2 separate regions of the Mus musculus genome follow, and region 2 is linked to region 1. Evidence: chromatin contacts called from public Hi-C data. All regions are on one chromosome and are shown on one strand. Each heading gives the region's core, a stretch centred on a gene start, on an enhancer-like site or on the middle of the called end of the contact. The rest is flanking DNA. Distances are from core to core; before and after follow the strand shown. Region 1 overlaps Pfkp (phosphofructokinase, platelet). Region 2 overlaps Adarb2 (adenosine deaminase, RNA-specific, B2).

What was found. A called contact is a pair of places that touch in the nucleus more often than the background predicts.
Region 2: a Hi-C map of CD8 T cells shows a contact between it and region 1, with 3 times the contacts expected there. The contact joins two enhancer-like sites. A contact is called at or near these places in 2 of 39 promoter capture datasets (cranial neural crest and hippocampal neurons) and 1 of 484 Hi-C or Micro-C datasets (CD8 T cells).

Annotation. Positions count from the first base shown.
Region 1 is chr13:6,630,578-6,636,584 of GRCm38.p6, reverse strand. Pfkp (phosphofructokinase, platelet) reads left to right here. Exons shown (of 22, transcript NM_019703.4): 2 at 587-660. It overlaps Gm35730 (a long non-coding RNA gene), which reads right to left. Exons shown (of 3, transcript XR_382032.3): 1 at 4,061-6,007. Among named protein-coding and RNA genes, the nearest start is that of Gm35730, 5.8 kb to the right of the region's middle. Within about 2 kb of position 2,909, at least 128 of the 459 cell types and tissues checked have an H3K27ac peak or open chromatin away from gene starts, as enhancers often do. A contact at or near this core is called in CD8 T cells, where this site is marked.
Region 2 is chr13:8,455,135-8,461,732 of GRCm38.p6, reverse strand. The region is part of intron 1 of Adarb2 (adenosine deaminase, RNA-specific, B2); the gene reads right to left. Among named protein-coding and RNA genes, the nearest start is that of Adarb2, 260 kb to the right of the region's middle. Within about 2 kb of position 4,657, at least 43 of the 459 cell types and tissues checked have an H3K27ac peak or open chromatin away from gene starts, as enhancers often do. A contact at or near this core is called in CD8 T cells, where this site is marked.

The DNA of each region.
Region 1 (6,007 bases), core at 1,660-4,159:
AGGATGGACGGAGATTTGCAGGAGGTTGGCTTGTCTTACTTTCTCTTCTAATAAAAATGGTATGACTTGTTTTGTACTTAGGACTTTTTTGTAAAGTCACACCGATGGCCAGGGATGAAATACATAGTTATTCAGCTTCTCCTCAAGCCACAGCCCCATTGCCCCCTTCGTTATTAACTTCTTTGAATCTGGCCGTCAATATCTGCCCTCTGTTTTCCTTAGTGTCTGTCTGGAGTTGCTTAACATTCTGTACTGCAGAGCAGGCATCCGCCATCCTAGCACTCAGGAGACAAAGGAGCTGCAAGCTTTATTCAGCCTCCAGCTAGTCTCAAGAAAGTTGATGAGTGATATTCTGAACTTAAAATATCCCAGGCTCTTTTTCAATGTGAGCCCCACCCTCCGATGAACCCCAATATGCTGGGTAACTTGGTTTCCAGGTTTGTATTCACTCTACTAATCCTTGAGGTATGTGTCATAGTCACAGGCCACGAGGAAACAGGGAGCATAGGCAGTTCCGCAGTTTACCTAGGACTAGGTGAACTAGGGCCTCAAGCTCTACTGACAACTGCTTCTGTTCCTTCCACAGGCATGAATGCTGCTGTCCGCGCTGTGGTGCGCATGGGAATCTACACGGGGGCCAAAGTGTACTTTATATATGAGGTCAGTGCTTGCTTCCCATTTGGCGTTTTCTCTAACTCAGGAATTTGCACCACCCACTTGCTCACAGCCCTGGTCTCTCTCTTGCTGCCTCCTCCTTTGGCTGAGCCTCAGAAGTGACAGGGAGAAGGAGATAAGACAGCACAAAAGTCAGGCTGGGATCAACTTCCTGGTCTTGATTCCCGGGTCAATGATTCTGAGGATGTCAGCTTGTGAGTGGATTTCAAAGACTAGTGCCAGAAACGGAAAGACGTCCCTTTTGTGCTTTCTGTCATTAATGTGAAGCTGACACCACACCCTAGCACCTGCTCATGTCTTGGCTTCACAGTGAAGAATCTGGGTTAATGGAATTTTATTAGTGCACAAATAAATGATGTCATGAGTTTGCCTGGAAGTGGATACAACTGCAACTGGAAATCCTCATGTTAAGTGAAATAAACTAGCCTCAGAAAGATGAACAAATTTGTTCTCCTGCAGATCTTAGATTTTAAGTGTGTGCGTGTGATATGAAACTAGAAAGACATCTAAAGGCATAGAACAGGAAAGGGAGAAGGTGACAAAATGTCTGTGACATGAGGACCGCAGAGATATGTTGGGGGAGGGGTGGTAGCAAGAGGGGTTAAGAGGACTCTGGGGAGAGGAAGGGAATGAATGAGGAGAAATATGTAGGGAAGTGCCACAATGAATCCATTATCTCTAGTACTAACACACACTGAAACTAAGTAACAGTTACTGGCCACCCTGAACTGCTCCATGTCTCCTGGGCTTGTGGTCCTGGCTGCTTAGGAAATACGGAGCACCCGAGAAGGAACCAACGTGTACCGAGTCGCTCTATCTCCAGAACTATATATAAGGAGCAGGATTTTATTTTTATATCTGTAAACTGGAGCCCAAAAAGGAAGAGAACTATTTTTTTTTAAACAATCAGTTCAAGGCCGGGGAGATGGCTCTGTGGGGTAAGAGCTTGCCACACAAGTAACAGGACCCAAATGTGATTTCACAGAAGTCTTGTAGAAGCCACTGTGGTCACACCCATCTATAATCCCTTTAGTACTGTGACAAGGTAGGAGGGCAGAGAGACAGGGGAATTGCCCTAGAAGCAAAAGGGGTAGTGCCCCATCAAATTGATGTGTAAGATTCCTATGTCACTCGTCCATTTAGGTTACTCCTCACTACTTAAAAACTGTCTAAACACTTTCAGGTCTACGTTACTACTTAAAATTCTGTTTTAGATCTGTGCCTTGGTCCACAGATGATGGCATCAATCGGCTAAAAGCCATGACCATTGTGATAGATACCTCTAGCTGCAGAAGCATTTTTTGAAAGCCCCTCCAACCCTAACTCTGAACCCCATGGCTCCCGAGTGATGACATCAGATGCCTGCAGGCAGGTGTCTCATTGCTGGTATACTCATGCGACTTCTCTTTTGTAAAACGACTGCACCGTGTGTTTATCATTTGCTTGGTAGAGGTTTCCTCGACCCTTGTGTTTTAATTTGCTTTTCAGACTCTGTGGCTGCGTGCAATTTGTTTCTTACATTTGGGCAGTTTGCGGTGGTTCTAGCCCCTAGTCCATTCTGACCGCATTGGCGCTTACTGTTTGGAACACGTGAAGGTCAAATTTGCCTTGTGAATTTCCATTCCTGGGCTCTGGTCCTGACTGCTGCCATCCCTTGCTCTGCTCCGTGAGGTATAATCATAGATTAGGATCCAAGCCACACAGACCATAAGCTCTCTTCCTCCTCTGCCGCCTGCCCCGAGAGTGTGGCAGGGGCTATGGGGGGACGGCTGACTTATCCATTAGGACCACTGGGCTTCAAGTGTCAGCCCCACGTTTCAGTTGGATCTCGACATTGTTCCTTCTGCTTCTGTTTCAGAGCTTGCCTGTGAACAGAGGTAGCTACTCTCACCTCCTCCAACACTCCCCCCACCCCCAACGCGCCCCACCTCTCTCACTCTCTCTCTCTCTCTCTCTCTCTCTCTCTCTCTCTCTCTCTCACTCTCTTTTGCCTTGAGCCTTGTGATAAAACTGTGCATTCTGGCCGAGAGCAGAGCAGTTCTTAATAAGTAAATGTGGCTTTCATGAGCTCTTTGGGGTTGGAGCAGCGCCAGATGAGGTTTCCTGTTAAAATTAGCAGCACTTTCAAATTCACTATGACTTAGAGTCTACAGAACGTTCTCTCAGGAGCCCATGTGATTTCTACTCAGGCCATAGCCCTGGTGTCCTCTGCTCTTGCTGCGTGCAGCCGAGCACCTAGTGGAAAGTAGAGAGTCCCACGTGAGTCACTGCTTTGATCTTGCTGGGGGCTCAGTAGGGCATATGAGGGAAGGAAGGAAGTTATTTCTGTTATTTCATAGTCAAACCGAATGCTCCCCAAACAGTTGTCCTTCCCCAAGTTACTGTTCAGTCCTTTGCAGGGACAGAAGGAGCTCTGCCTTGTGACCCCTCTCCCGCCCCCAAGTTTACCTTAGGGCTGACTTATACAGAAGGACATTTGCCATTGCTTGAAGACAGTTTTGTTAGAGAGATTATTGTACCTGGCAGCCAGGTGGTAGCAGCAGAACTCTGTCTAACACCTTTTAAAATGGATACGATAACCCTCAACTTTGAAGAATCGGTTGGTCCCATTCTAACAATTATGAGAAGCCCACTGTTCCATAAAGAGTCCACTCTGGTTTGAGTGTTAGTTGGGGAAGAGACTACAAGCTGATGTCTGTGTGTGGGGTCTAACTTTGCTACCTGGTAAACTCTCAGTTCCTCAGTTGCCCTGTGTCTGTAATTCTTGCGTCTTGTGTGTCTGTACTTTGCTCTGTCGAATCCTGTCTTATCTGTCTGTCTTATCTGTCTGAGTTCTGATGGTATTTACATAACTCCAGACCTGGGGCGACTAGACTCTACAGATTTCACAAATTAAAGAGTTGAGAGGGAGAACATCTTGTCAGCCTACAACAGAAGACATTTAATCTTTCTTTTGAGGCTAACTGGATTTATCCTCTACAGTATTGTTTTCTGAGCTCTTTAGAGAAACAGAACTAACAATATATGACTGTAAGGCAGGGTTTATTGGATTGGCTTATGCACTCTTTGAACCCGCTAGCTGCTGAGCTGGGGGAAGCGAGTAAATGTTCAGTCTGAGACTCTGGAAGCCTTGTTCGTTGTGAGAGGGAGGCGATGATGCCGGAGGACTCGGCACATGTATGAGATTCTTTCCTTCAGTGGCAATAAGCAGTGCCTGAGTAATGTGGAGCGTCATCATCCAGTGTAGATGTAAAACTTTCACTTCTCTAATTTTAAAACACAAAAAAGCCCCCCACCCCCAGATCTGTTAGCTTTTACCCACGTGCTTGACAGCAAAGCCCTGGTGACCTGGAATAAGGCTGGAAATTATTCTGGCTCAGCTTACCTGGTGTGAGGGGCTGGCTGTACCTTTCTGTACAGAACTTGACACCTCCAGGGATGGCCTCCACTGAGTCACACATGCAGTCGCAGCCATGCTGCCTTTTGCAATCCAAAGCTTTAGAATCCTAGCACACCTCTTCCAAGGATAAAGTAGGAGCCTGTGCAGCCACAGCAAGCAGCCCCGTCAGGGCCTGGGAAGGAAGGCATTAACCCTTTGACCCTGCGTCTTCATTCAACCCTTGGGAGCAATAGCTGTGTTGGATATGATGAAGGCAGGAAAGCTTCAGGAGTTCAAAGGCATCCTTGGTTACCTAGTGAGTCCCAGGCCAGTCTCAGATAAGACCTTGCCTCCAAACCTCAGGAAAAGAATCGGGGTGGTGGGGAGGTGAGGGGAGGGAAAATAGTGAAGAAAGGGCAGGAAGAAAACAAAGGTGATCTTTCTCTCCCCCTCACTGGTAGAAACATGCGGAATGGTTTTGAGCACTAGCTCCAAAGGGGCTGGCTGCCGGCTGGTTGCAGGGCACAAAGACTTGCTTGCCTTTGACTCCATTGGTCTGCGGCCAGGCCCAGAACGGAGGCATGTGACCGAACTGATGTACTCCCGGACCTTCTGGGAATCATGAGCTGACCTAGCACTGAGTCAGCACTGTGTGGCGGCTGAGATGGGACAGATCTTTTAGGGTGGGCAATGGAAGTACTGTGCACCGCAGGGTGTTAGGGAGCATCCTTCCTCTACCTTGTTGTTGCCAGAAGCACCTCCTCCCAATAGTTAGATCCTTCGGAGATGGCCATGTTCCCTGGAGGCACAGTCCCTCTCACTGGGGACTTCTAGTCCCAATCTATTTGATTTGAATGCAAAAGGTGCCCAGGATTGTTTTTAAGCATCATTTAGTGATTCATCGCAACGTGTTGTTTCATGTATGTTAGCATTTCTTCTAGGCTCCAGTCCACAGTTACCTGACAACAGCCAGGTATGCCTGACTCACTATAAAAGGGGCTGCTTGCCCCCTCTTCACTCTCTTGCTCTTTAATTCTCTTCCCCCTCTGTCTCGTCTCTCCCCATTCCCCCTACCCCCTCCGTTCATAGCCAGCCTCATCTCTCTCTCTCTCTCTCTCTCTCTCTCTCTCTCTCTCTCTCTCTCTCTCTCTGTGTCTGTCTCTACTACTCTGCTCATCTTCCCTCCCCACGCCCTAAATAAACTCTATTCTATATATACCCTTCATGTGGCTGGTACCTCAGGGGGAAGGGATGCCTCAGCATGGGCCAGCAGAGGCACCCCCTTCCACCGCACCATACCTTACCCTACCAAGCATATCACTGGCCTTCCTCTTCTTTTTTATAAAACACATTGTTGAATGTATGTTCCAGTTTCTCAGTCTACCCAGAACTTTCAAGATCACCAGATGATTGGAACAGTTAAACAGATTAGTATTGGTTAAATAGTGGGTTCTTCTCTCTGCTCCTTTACCCCCTTTCCCTGTTACTTTTCTTCCTTCTCCTGTTCCTCTCTTCAAGCTTATCTTCTTGCTCCCCCTTTCCCCTTTCTTCTCTTCTGAAAGTGCATAGAAAATGTATGAACCTGAAAAGCCTGGCATTTCTGACAAAAGTCTGGCACCTGCTTGGGCTGAGCTGTTCCGACTGGCAGCTGTTTTGCAGGCCCGTGGAACTGGGTCAGGCGTACGTGTGGTGCGTGTGGAGCCCTTGGGCTCCATTCCCAGAGAGATGGGATGGGTTGGTGGGTTAACCTAGTTTTTCTTATGTAGTGAGCTGATTGTTCATTACTTTCTTCCCTTCCTGTTTGTCTTAATTGCTCTTAATCTTTTTTTTTTTATTTTGTTTGGTTTTTGATTTTTGCCTTAATAGCTCACAGCAAGCCATAGCTCCGTAGTAGTGTTAAGACAAAACCAGTAAGGTGGATCCAACCCAGGATAGGAAAAAGTGAACCTAACC
Region 2 (6,598 bases), core at 3,408-5,907, 1.8 Mb before region 1:
TAAAAATGAGAAGTCAATAAAGATGGAAAAATGAGTTTTTAAATAATTATCATTATATCATTATTATGTCATTTATCTCAATATGCCTTGCCTTAAGTCAGCTTAATGCTAAATTTCTCAAATAAGCATCATTAAGAGACCACCATAAGAAAATATAGGCAATAGCACAGCTACACTTTGGCAAAGGTATTAGATGATTTTGGCCTACTTAGAGGCATTCTGTGGGAAGGAAAAATATAATAGATTCTGCAGGTAGACTGTTGGATACTATGGAATGGATGGATTGGAGGGCTGGAGGGAGAGAGTGGTGTGGAAATTAGTGCAGAAGAAACTTCCTGGAGTTAAGAGTGAGACCCTAGTGAGGATTATTAGTATGAAGGATATGAAGTCTGAACTGGCCACATTTTGTAGCCAGGTGAGGCTTCCAGTGGTGGGACTGGGTTACACTTCATTGAGTTGCAGACTGGGTGGTGGGTCTCATGGAAATCCCTAAACAACCCAGGCTGATGGTAGAAAAAGAAGGCCACTCTCTGAAAACTCATGGGAGTCCTTGCCAAGGATAAGAACTACTCAACTCATTGAGCATAGAGAGGTTGAGCTGGTGTGGGCTTGCAGCCTTTATCCCTACATTTGAGTCTCATTGGCAAGAGAAGGTACTCTGTAGGCTACAGGAAGGTAAACATGGACATCAAATCCTCTATCTACAGTGTTTCCTGCCTGTAAGATGAGTTGGGGCATTGATGGTTTAGAACGTGTAGAAGGGGCCAACCAATGCTTGGTTTAACTGGAGGTGCATGGCACCAGAGGAATCCCATGCCTTAGACTGCCTGAATTGTCAGGGATCAGAGACTGGATAGTCCAGAGACCCAGGGTAGAACCAAACAAAACTGGGAAAAAAATCAATGAAATGATTCTTAATGCTATTCTTCTATATCCATCGATTGGTGGCTTCCAGCAGTAGATGGAAGGAGGTGCAGAGACCCATCGACAGACATGTGTGTGTGTGTGTGTGTGTGTGTGTGTGTATGAGAGAGAGAGCGAGAGAGAGAGAGAGAGAGAGAGAGGGGGAGGGGGAGGGGGAGGGAGAGGGAGAGAGAACTAGTTTTAAAGTTGGAAAGGAAAGGATGGGGGTTGAGAGGGTATAAGGGGAGAAACAGAGGGGGTAGAAAATATGTTCAAAATACATAACATGACAGCCCCAAAGAACTAATAAGCAGTATTTAAAATGAAAACAAATGACCTAATAAAAATAGGCTAGAGCTGGGTGGTGGTGCCGCACACCTTTAATCTCAGCACTTGGGAGGCAGAGGCAGGCAGATTTCTGAGTTTGAGGCCAGCCTGGTCTACAAAGTGAAACCCTGTCTCGAAAAACCAAAGGGGAAAAAAAGGCTAATGATGGGCATGACTGTGTGCACACCTGGTACCCAGCCCTGTGGGAATCAGGACAAGGGGATCGTTGGAGCTTATTGGCTACAAGCCTAGCTTAAGGTTCAGAGACAAACTATGACTCAAAGAATAATGTAGAGAGTGACAGAGCCAGGTGTGTATATTTTCCACTGGCTTCTGAAAATACACAGGTACAAAAACCACAGCATATGCACACCATAGGCAGGCATGTGCCACACATACATACACTTCTATGCATTCATACACACACACAGACACATACACAGACACACACACATTGGTAAATGAGTTAAACAGAGAATTTTCAGAAGGTATATAAATGACCAAGAAATATATTTAAAGCCTGTTAAACATTCTTAGCTACCAGGGAAATGCAAGTTAAAAACTACACTGAGATTCTGTCTCAGCCCAGTCAGATGGCTATCATCAAGAAGACAAATGGCAACAGATTCTGACGAGGGAGGATAGAGAAGGGGTTCGTTCTCTGTTGTAAATTGATGCAACCATTATAGAAGTAAGTGCAGAAGTCTCTCAAAAATCTAAAACAAGAAGTACTATACAATCCAGCTATAGCATTTGTGGACACACACCAGAGGACTCTATATCGTACACATGTGCCCATCCATGTTTGCTGCTGCTCTAGTCACAAAAGCGAGAAATGAAATCAGCTGAGAAGCCCAAGAACAGATGAATAGGTCATGAAAATGTGGTTCGGATATACAATGGGATTTTATTCAGCCATAAAGAAAACTGAAATCATGAAGAGTTCAGGGAAATGAATGAAACTGGAAAAGATAAAAGCAAACACTGTATGCTCTTTCTCATACGTGCGTCCCAGCTTCTAATTTTTATATAGTTATTTTGGTATGGGAGTGAGTGTATATAGAGACCAGGAAACCGTCAAGCAACCTATGACCTCAAAAGGAAGGGACATGTGGAGGTGTTTGGGGGGCATAATAGAACACTGTGATTTGAAAATGGAAGCGGGAAAACTGAAGAAGGATGTAAGCCAGTAATAGAAGCTGAGAAATGGATGTGAGCGAGGAATGAGTGGCCCAACTGAAACTAAGTATGTGTGAAAATACCTGAGGAAATCTACTACTTTGCAATCTAATTAATGTGATTACCTACATAAGACTTGTATGTGCACACACATACATACACATGTACTCATATGTGCACACATGTACACAGCATGCACATACATGCACATTCACACATACATGAACATACATACACACACATGTACCCACATTTGCACACATGAACACAACAAGCACACACATGCATACACACACATATGTACACACACACACACACACACACACACACACACACACACACACACGGACATGAAAGAGAGTCTAAGTAGGAGGGATAAAAGCGTAATGGACAGGTATGAATATGATCACAGTATGTTGTGCACATGTATGAAAGAAATTGAAGAACTATCAATAAATAATTCTTCTGGGGAAAGAGAATCAAGGAAATCAAGTGGTTGGCTCAGTCAAGGTAATAGCAACACTGAAATAACCCAAGCACGAGCTGCACTTGCATCTTGCCTTGTTTTCTCAAAGCTAGCATAGCTGTCACTTTGGGAAGCTCCCATGTAAGCAGGTAGGAGACTGTGTTTAACCTCATGTTTAGGGGAAGGGAGTATGGACACTGAGTTCTGAAGGAACATGTCATATTTGCTAATAATAAAAGAATATGTGTCTCAAGCAATCTTTCTCTAGCTCTTACAACATTGCAAGTTTTTTTTTGTGGAAACATTTTGTTGCTATTGTTGTTATTCTGTTTTATATAATCACATTGACACCTAGCATTTTGGCATCTACAGAATATGCCAATGTCCTTTATTTGATTAAAAAAAAAAAAAAAGAACCCCTTGATAGCAAGTCTAGAAAGGAAGGAAAGCCCTTCCCATTTGACTTGAAACTTTGTCAACTCAATTGTCATTCTTCTTGACAATTAGTGGTTCCAATTAGTTAAAAAGTCCAGAGCTAAGGTGCATCCAGTTTGTGAAAAACAAAAATAAAATGAGCAAAATCAGACTTGATGAGCCTTGTGAACTTGAAAAACTCCCGCCCTTAGCCTACATCTGGCTCGAAGCTTGTGGTCCTCTCTACTCAAACACCCTCCCATCTCCACCCCACCTCACAACAAGGTTGTAGATTTCTTTGACATAAGATTTCAGGAAAAAGAGAAAAAGAAAATGAAAATCAAAAACCAAGACGAAAGGCTGGCTTTCATGTTCTGCCTGTGTGGTTCTCAGCTGAGTGGGGCACCCCTCTGAGTTTCAGTCTTACTGTGTTAAAAAGTAGGAAACACTTCTCTTGCTGGCCTGTCTGGATCACTGCAAAACAAAATGGGGGGAAAGACAAAAGAGAGCTACTGATGGCTTGGGAAATGCTTCAGAACGAAAGTTATTGTTATTTCTTTCTCTTAGCCTTCAGTAACTTCTACTGCTTAGTTTGTAATGTGGGTATTGATCCCTCATTCAATGGTTTTCTTTCTGTCTCTGCTTTCTGACTTGGGGAACTGAGTTTAAAATACAATAAAGACGCATATGGTCTTAGTTATGTTTCTTTTGCTAAGATAAAAGTCACATAGAAAGCGTTTATTTCAGCTTGCAGCTCTCCGGATGCGCTCCATTACTTAAGGAAGTCAGGATGAGAACTCAGAGCAGCAACCTGGAGGCAGGAGCGGAATCAGAAGCCATGGAAGAATGCTGCTTACTGGCTTTCTACCCACTAGCTTGCTCAGCCTGCTTGCTTACCCTGCACAGGATTGTCTGCCCAGGGATGGCATACCCACAGTGAACTGGGCCCTCCCCAACCTATCATTGAAGAAATTGCCCAACATACTTGCTTACAGGAAATCTGTTGGAAGTAATTTCTTTATCAAGAATCCACCTTCCACTTAACTGCAGGTTATTTCAAGTTGACAAAAATCAACCAGCCCCCGTGTAGAAATAAAATTTAGTGTTGAACGAGACATACTGGGTTGTATCAGATATGGTGGATCACACCTTTAGTCTCAGCATTTGGAAGCTGAGGCAGGAGAATTGCCTATGAGTTAAGAGCTAATCTAGGTTAAATAGTATGATTCAGGCAGCGAGATTGTGTGAATCAAATATGAGAAAGAACAGGTTGGTCAGGTTTTAGTAACTACTCTCCAGAGGAATAAAACAGGAAGTGGGGGAGGGGGCAACCACAGCTGGGCGGGAACTTCATGTAGTGGTTACTGTGGGTTATACTATGTGCCTTCCCTTCACAGATAACAGATAAGGCGTTTTGCCAGTTGTTATGTGCTCAGAACTTGACCTTGTTTAGGTATATGTTCATTACAGATGTTATTGTGTGGGGTCAATACAGCTAGCATCAAGTCAGAGACCTGTTTGGAGAAGGCTGTGACAACAAAGATTAGAGTGTAATGGTAGATCTTCAGAAAGTGGAAAGAGCCTAGAAGACTCCTCCTCTACCTTTTGCAGATAATGCAGCTTTGTTGATACTTTGAATTTTGAATCTCTGACCTGTAGAACTATGAGAACTATGCATCTCAGTTGTTTTATGCTCCACAGGGTTACTGCTTTGTTCTAGCAGCCGATGGCAACTCTTTGTTAGCCTGAAAAGGTTTCTGTCCAAGTACAAGATTGGGGCAGAGATGAGAGAGGTACCCACTGTGTGTGCATCTTATGAACAGAAGAGGTACCCACAGCATGCATCTTATGAATGGAGGAGGTACCCATGGTGTGCATCTTATGAATGGAGGAGGTACCACAGGATGCATCTTTGTGTGTGTGTTATTTTTATTAGATATTTTCTTCATTTACATTTCAAATACTATCCTCTTTCCTAGTTTCCTCTCCGAAAATCCCCTATACCCTCCTGCTCCCTCTGCTCCCCAGCCCTGGTAACCTAATCACAAAAGAACACACATGATATGCACTCATTGATAAGTGGATATTAGCCCAGAAACTTAGAATACTCAAAATAAAATTTGCAAAACTCATGAAACTCAAGAAGGAAGACCAAAGTATGGATACTTCATTCCTTCTTAGAAGGGGGAACAAAATACCCATGGAAAGAGTTACAGAGACAAAGTTCGGAGCTGAGACTGAAGGAATGACCATTCAGAGACTGCTGCACCTGGGGACCCATCCCATAAACATCCACCAAAACCAGATACTATTGCATTTGCCAACAAGATTTTGCTGACAGGAGCCTGATATAGTTGTCTCACAGCATGCATCTTATGACTGGAAGCTGGACTGTGAGATGACTAGAGGATGAGGATGCAGACGGCAGGAAGTCAGGAAGACCCCAGGATGGGAGAACAGGATTCTGCAGGACAAGGCAATGAAAGCATTGTTACTGTCTACTGTAGGCCTTGATGGACAGTCCATGCTATACAGGCCATACTAAGTGCTAAAAAGCATGGCACTACTTAAAAATGCCCAGAACATGGCTGGAGAGATGACTTAGTGCTGAAGAATACTTGTGCCTCTTACAGATGAAACCAAGTTTGGTTCACAGTCCCCATATCATGGCTCACAACTATGTGTAACTACTATTCTAGGGGGAATCTAATAATTATTTCTGGCCTTTAAGGGAACCAGGATTTCACAAGTAGCAAGTACATACATGCAAGGAAAACACTCAGAAACATAACATAAAATGAATGAATTAAACCCCTCACAAAACTGCAAGTCTCTGATATATTTTAGAACTATACAACAACAGTGAATGTGTGTATATGTGTGTTTATATGTTGTATATATATATGTATGAAGGTGTTTGTATGTGTGGAGGCCAAAGTTCAATGTTACATGTCTATTTCAATTGCAGTTTACTTAATTTTTCAGATAGGGTCTCTCTCGCTTGATCTGTAGTCCACTCTATTTGCCTAAGCTGGCTGGCCAATGAGCTTTAATGAATCTTCTTATTTCTGAACATCTCTTGATAGCATTGTGGAAGCATGCCTTGTTGTCTTTTTTTTTTTTTTTTTGGTGGGGAACTGTTTATGTTTCAGGCATGTGACTGAACTATCCTCTCTGGCTCCCACTTTTAGTGTCTATCCATTATTTTTCAAAATGCATCATTACAACCACTAACACAAGTAGAAGTTACCATCTTATACACCTTTAATTATGTAGTCACATTTTCTCAGGATTTGGAATTTCAGCAGC